Regions from separate parts of the Zea mays genome. Here region 2 is linked to region 1. A link is a contact called in public Hi-C data. All regions are on one chromosome and are shown on one strand. Each heading gives the region's core, a stretch centred on a gene start, on an enhancer-like site or on the middle of the called end of the contact. The rest is flanking DNA. Distances are from core to core; before and after follow the strand shown.

Region 1 (2,700 bases), core at 69-2,568:
TTCATTGACACCTTCCACACAGAGATGACCGTGAAATTTTAGCTAACCTTTATCAGACCATCCTCTTGAGCACACACTGAAACAGAGAAGTCACTGAAAGATACTGGCGACTGCATAAGGTTTTCTGTACCTGACAATTCAAATTATTGACTGATGTCAAATACACAAGGATTTTAAGAACATACACAGTTTCAAGGAATTGATAAGAAGAAAAGTCGTACATTGCACCTGAAGCAAACCACAATCTTTATGGTTGGTTCTGCAAGAGAAATTATATAAGCAATTCCAAAGGATTAACTCATTACCATTATGCACTGGACATCAACTCCATGATACGTTGTAGCATAATAGAAATAGATTAGGCAACAATCACTATTTTCGTCATTACAAATCATCCCTAACTATAGTTTTGAGGTAAAAAGAACTGTGTATACCAATAGAAAAAGTAGAAGGCACCAAAAACAACCTACCGTTGTGAAGGTTGTGTGTTTAACAACATTGAACAAGCTACAGATGGTAGCCTATGAGGAAATTGGCATTCAAGTGGCATACCCCTGGCACACATTTGATTGGTTATCTGCAGGACAAACTGCATATTCAGACCGAATTTCTCAAGAGAAGAGCTAAATAAGGAAAAGTAATACTACGAGATGAAAAGTTAGATGATGCAAGGCTAAATTCAGTAATCTTCTCAAACAAAGTGCCATACATAATGAATTTGCAACAACATTTGACTTTCTGAAGTCGGAACATGTTTTAGACTCATATAAGCCTTTCACTAGAGCTCAATAAAATGATATCAGTACCGCTCTCCGAATTTGATTGTACATACCAAAATCTCTGAAACTCAGAACTCAGTTAAAGTCCTCCTTGAGTCATTGTACACACGATCCCACGAGCAAAATGATCACTGAAAAGTGAAGACTGAACCCTAATTTTCTTCCCAAATCCGAGAAGAAACAGGCAGCAAAGTGCCCACCCAAAACTAGACTTTAGCTGTGGACCAGACCAAGATATGGCCAAAATATCTTAGCCTAATCTGAACTATTCTAGCATAACTGCCCAGAAAGTGTTACTGCAACCGAGATTATCCTTGCAAGTTGCAACCACGCAGAGAAGTGAAGCGTCCGATTAAGGGAGTTGCTTACCTTGAAGCTGGGGCTAACGAGGGCCATGGTCGCAGTTCTAGCAAGGGAGCTCCCGACGGGAGTGGATAACTCCATTGAGCTCCGCCTCGGAGGTCGCAGGCTCGCAGCAGCAGCTGAAGCCGCAAACTCCCAGCTCCCCTGGTCCCCACTCCTAGCTCTGAGGGGATCGGACGGTTGACCTGATGTTGTCTCGCTTCTTAATCCATCCTAGCCGTTGGTTTTCATATACTAGCCCACGAGACCCAGCCCAGCCGGCTTGGATCTCAACCCATAGGTGGCGCTCTCCTCTTCGGCTTCGGTTGCAAGAAAGAAAAAGGTCACCTCTTAACACCAGGCCGCCGCCATTGCTGCTCCCTTTGTTCGTTTCTCGGCACCCTCGATCCCGAGCGCGGTTAACCCACGCATCGACCGGCGAACGCCACCGTCTCCCATCGAGATCTCTCCCATCTAGAATACCTCCGTGCTCAGCGTCATGGACGGCTTCTCCAAAACGATCGGCGGCAGTGGCCCTAACGTTCCGGCGGGATCCCACCCCGCGGGCGGGAGCCAGGCGGCGGCAGGGGGAGGCGCGACGCAGCGGACGCAGTAAGTCTGTCGTCTTATGTTGTGGTTCAGATCGCGACTTCTCCTTTGGGTGAAGATTTCGGTGCTTCCGGTCGCGGTTCAGATCGCGGTTCTGCGTTACTTTGCCCCACTTTCTTCGGGCTAAGATTTGAGCAAATTTTGCGGTGGACTGTTAGTTGTTTAGGGTGATTTAACACGGATAGTAAAATTCTCATCTTCCATCGGGTAGGGTTTTTTTGCCCCCCGCGATGAAACCTTTTTGCGAAAAAAAATAGGTTTTTGTTCATTGGGTCCGCGTGGGCTGTTAGGGATTAAGGTTAATGGTTCAATTGTACTGTCCCTAACGTGGGCTGCTAGGGATTAAGGTTAATAATTCAATTGTCAGCCGGGATGCTTCGATGTTGTTTAGCTTGTGGGGATTACACGTTATTGTGCATATGGTTGAGTAGTGGCATTTAACACTAGTTACGAAATAGGTCGGAATAAAATTGGAAGACCCATGGGGTTTTTAAGTGGGTGTGACCATTAGTTTCCCCCCATTTTCCTGTCTCCAGGTATTGATCCAGTGTATGAATTGGCAAACAAGAGCTACTGTTATGACAATAACATCATTTAAATTAGAATTGAACTTAATTTACTTGGTCTGTATGCTTTTACGGAAAGTGTACAACCAGATTTTTACCGTATGCTATGTCCGAAGTGTACAACCGGAGTGTAGTCTTTGTCTACCTTTGTGTTGGCCTCTCTGCTAAAGCAACATGGAATTGTTTGCTTGATTTTTTTTTTCAGGATGGTTTCCAAGCTTCTTGTAGTGTGGCACTTCTATTCAACTCATCTATAGTTCTATTATTTTGATGCTTTCACTTTTGATAAGTTTATCGGTTCACATGATTTCCTCCTGTCATTGTCTCACATCAACAGGTATCCGTATGTGACTGGTACTTCAGTCATTGCCTTGAAATACAAGGATGGTGTGATCATGGCATGT
Region 2 (2,856 bases), core at 225-2,724, 130 kb before region 1:
CCAGTTGTTGCAAAGAGGATAAGGTATGGAAGGGCATGCAGATTGTAGTTTGCTGCGTAGGTAGCCCCCACTGCTGCAGCCTAGCGCGCCGCCGCCGTCGCCTCCGCCTCATGAGCCACATATGTCGCCCTCCCTCTCTCGCCTTTGCGTGGAAATGTTCCACGTCCCTGCGGCGTGGGTGAGTTCCCGGGACGAACTTCATGAAAATGGCCGGGAAAAGACGGGAAAAGGATACCAGGTGGGCTAACCGAACACAATTTTAAGCGTGGGCCGGGAAACTTTACACGCCGGGATGATCCACGTGGATTGGACCGTAATCCCTGTCGATCCCGGACCAACCGAACATAGCCTGAGGGAACTTAATTGTAAATCAATATGCCATTGTCCAATGTGCCCTCCTTATACAGCACAGCAACTCGATGTGCCCAGAGTCGTGTCGAGGCCACCGGACTGGTTGTCCGGTCGCTTGGCTATCCATTGGTCAGGCTCAGGCTTCACCAGAGCTTAGCCATGGCCCAGGTTCAATGAATGCAAACCTCCATTGTTCAGTCGGCTATCCCCGTTCAGACACTGTTCAAATGCAGTATATATATATAGTGACTATATATATATAGTCACTATAGCAAGCTTGATGAGGCCGGAGGCGGAATGTTTTCAATGTTGTCTGCTCGGCTACCAGGGCTCGTCGTTGCGTTGTTCTTGATTTGCCGGCGCTAGAGGCCTAGAGATGGACGCTCGCTCGAGAACAGGGAAGGGTCCGAATCTTTCCTTGCTCTTTGTACCGTCAGGCGTGCGTAGCATCTCCTTGGCATTTGGCCAGGCACAAGGTCATCCAACGTCACGTGATTCTATTCTATTGTATCCCATACTGCTGCTGACCCCTAACGGGCGCTTCATTGGAGGACTGCTTCGCCGCGGCCGATGAGCACGCAGTACCGGCTGATTAATCTAGCGGCATTACGCGGGGGGGGGGGGGGGGTGGTTACGGGGTGCCAATCACTCGCCGGCTTCGTGTTCCGTCGCCGTCGCTAATCAATTCAATTCAATCGGTGGCGGCGGCAGGACCGGCTACTCTTCGGAATCCATCCATACCCATCACTGCTGTTGGTTGTGCAAAATCACGGGCAGGGTTAGGTTTCCTCGGTTTTTCTGCGCGCCTCACTTTTTCGAGAGGGGATAATAAATAAACAACGGTGGCGTGAATAAAGAACGGAACGGAACCTCCTCTCCACACACCCCTTGTCCCGAGGAAGGCAACGGCTCGCCGCACCACCACCCCACCCAGGCACCACCACCTAGGCACCTACTGGCTATTGCACACCACGCAAGGCCGCCCACGACGGGTGGCTGCCTGTGCCTGTGCCTGTGCTGCTGCAGTGCACGCACCACAGTGTCAGGATGCGTCCGCTTCGTCAGCTGCGTGCTACGGTTACTACTGCCGCCTGGGATTGGGATTGGGCACCCACCCCCAGTCTCCACAGTCCACACCACAGCCCAACGCAGCCACAGCCAGGGGGCAACGAGTGAAGACCGCGGAGCGGGTGAGGACCCTTTGACTTGTTTTTCCTGGATGTGACGACTGACGCGCGCGGCCTCGGCCCTCGGCCGGCATTCCCGCGTCGCAGCAGCGCGGAGCTGCGTGTCCCACGAGCCCGGCCTGCTTTGCTCCAATCCGAGCCAGCCTTTGCCCCCCTCCGTGCGCCCACACAAGGAGAGCGGAGAAGAAGTGAAGAACCCACTGGGCGCCCGGATTTCCGCCGCGAGGTTCGCGTCCCCCCGATTCCTCCTCCTCCTCCTCCCCCCTGCTCCATGATTTTGTTGGCCTTCCCTTTCCTCTCCGAGCGCTCTGCTTCTGCGGTTCTGGCTTTGCGTTTGCACGATACCGACGCTAGGGCAACCAGCGGTGGTACTTTCCTCAAGATTTTCTTTGTCGAGGGTAAAGTTTGGTTCGGGGACGACGCCACACAGGACCACCGCCATGGTGACTTCTTCTGCTACTGGTGTGCAGTGCAGAGCCTCTCGTGTGGTGTCTGTCTGTTGAGCATGTTTCGGACTGGACCGAGCTCACTTCGTTTCCTTTACAAGCGAAGACATGTATTCCCCCACGCGACGCGGCGTACTGCCTCTGTAGTTCGCATTTCGAGCGGGCATTTCGAGCACAGCCTCCCGTGCCGCGCCCATTCAGGAGGGTTCTGTGCTTTCTGTCAATGAACTGCAGTTACAGTAGTGTTCATCTTCAATAGGGTTTCTGTTCGATTTCCTTCATCCGTGTCTTTTCTGGAATCGCCGTCTTGTCTCCGTGCAATTCTTTAAGGTCCCATGCCCGTACCCGAATCACCGTGCGGCGATTTCTTGGTGCCGTATGAGTAAATGCCAGGTTTCTGCACATGAACAACATCCGCGAAAAAAGTCGCATCCTTTCACTGCATTCAGGGCCTGAGGGTCAGGGGGTGCTGGTCTCACTCCACTTTCGTTAGGAACTGCGAGGTTGCCTGCCGGATTTTTACCTCTTCTTTCTTGTTTTCGTTCCAACTTGTCCCGTACGTGCTTTTTGACGTGAAAGACGATGATGACAACCAACCAATCAATCGCGCTGTTGGACAAATGCATTGCAGAGTGATGCGCTCAAGGATCCGCATCCGCGACAATGGCTTCGCTGGTGCCGGGCGTCCTGGTGAAGCTCCTGCAGCACATGAACACGGGCGTGAAAGTCGGCGGCGAGCACCGGTCCTCGCTCCTCCAGGTGGTCAGCATCGTGCCGGCCCTCGCCGGGAGCGACCTCTTCACCAACCGAGGGTTCTACCTCAAGGTGTCGGACTCGTCCCACGCGACCTACGTCTCCCTGCCAGAGGAGCA

Evidence for each region. Hi-C and Micro-C count contacts between places; a contact is called where the count stands out from the background.
Region 2: a contact with region 1 is called in a Hi-C map of leaf, with 4 times the contacts expected there. The contact joins the promoter of LOC100501637 here to the promoter of LOC100275521 in region 1. A contact is called at or near these places in 7 of 25 Hi-C or Micro-C datasets (ear, endosperm, leaf and 2 more).

What each region holds. Positions count from the first base shown.
Region 1 is chr2:199,470,524-199,473,223 of Zm-B73-REFERENCE-NAM-5.0, reverse strand. LOC100275521 reads right to left here and starts at 1,318. Exons shown (of 8, transcript NM_001149580.2): 1 at 1,149-1,318; 2 at 471-577; 3 at 222-259; 4 at 48-130. The coding sequence starts at 1,223. It overlaps LOC100192865 (proteasome subunit beta type), which reads left to right and starts at 1,401. Exons shown (of 6, transcript NM_001138054.1): 1 at 1,401-1,733; 2 at 2,634-2,700. The coding sequence starts at 1,621.
Region 2 is chr2:199,604,455-199,607,310 of Zm-B73-REFERENCE-NAM-5.0, reverse strand. It overlaps LOC100501637, which reads left to right and starts at 1,474. Exons shown (of 5, transcript NM_001323345.1): 1 at 1,474-1,764; 2 at 2,616-2,856. The coding sequence starts at 2,648. It overlaps LOC103647585 (a long non-coding RNA gene), which reads right to left and starts at 345. Exons shown (of 2, transcript XR_562923.3): 1 at 1-345.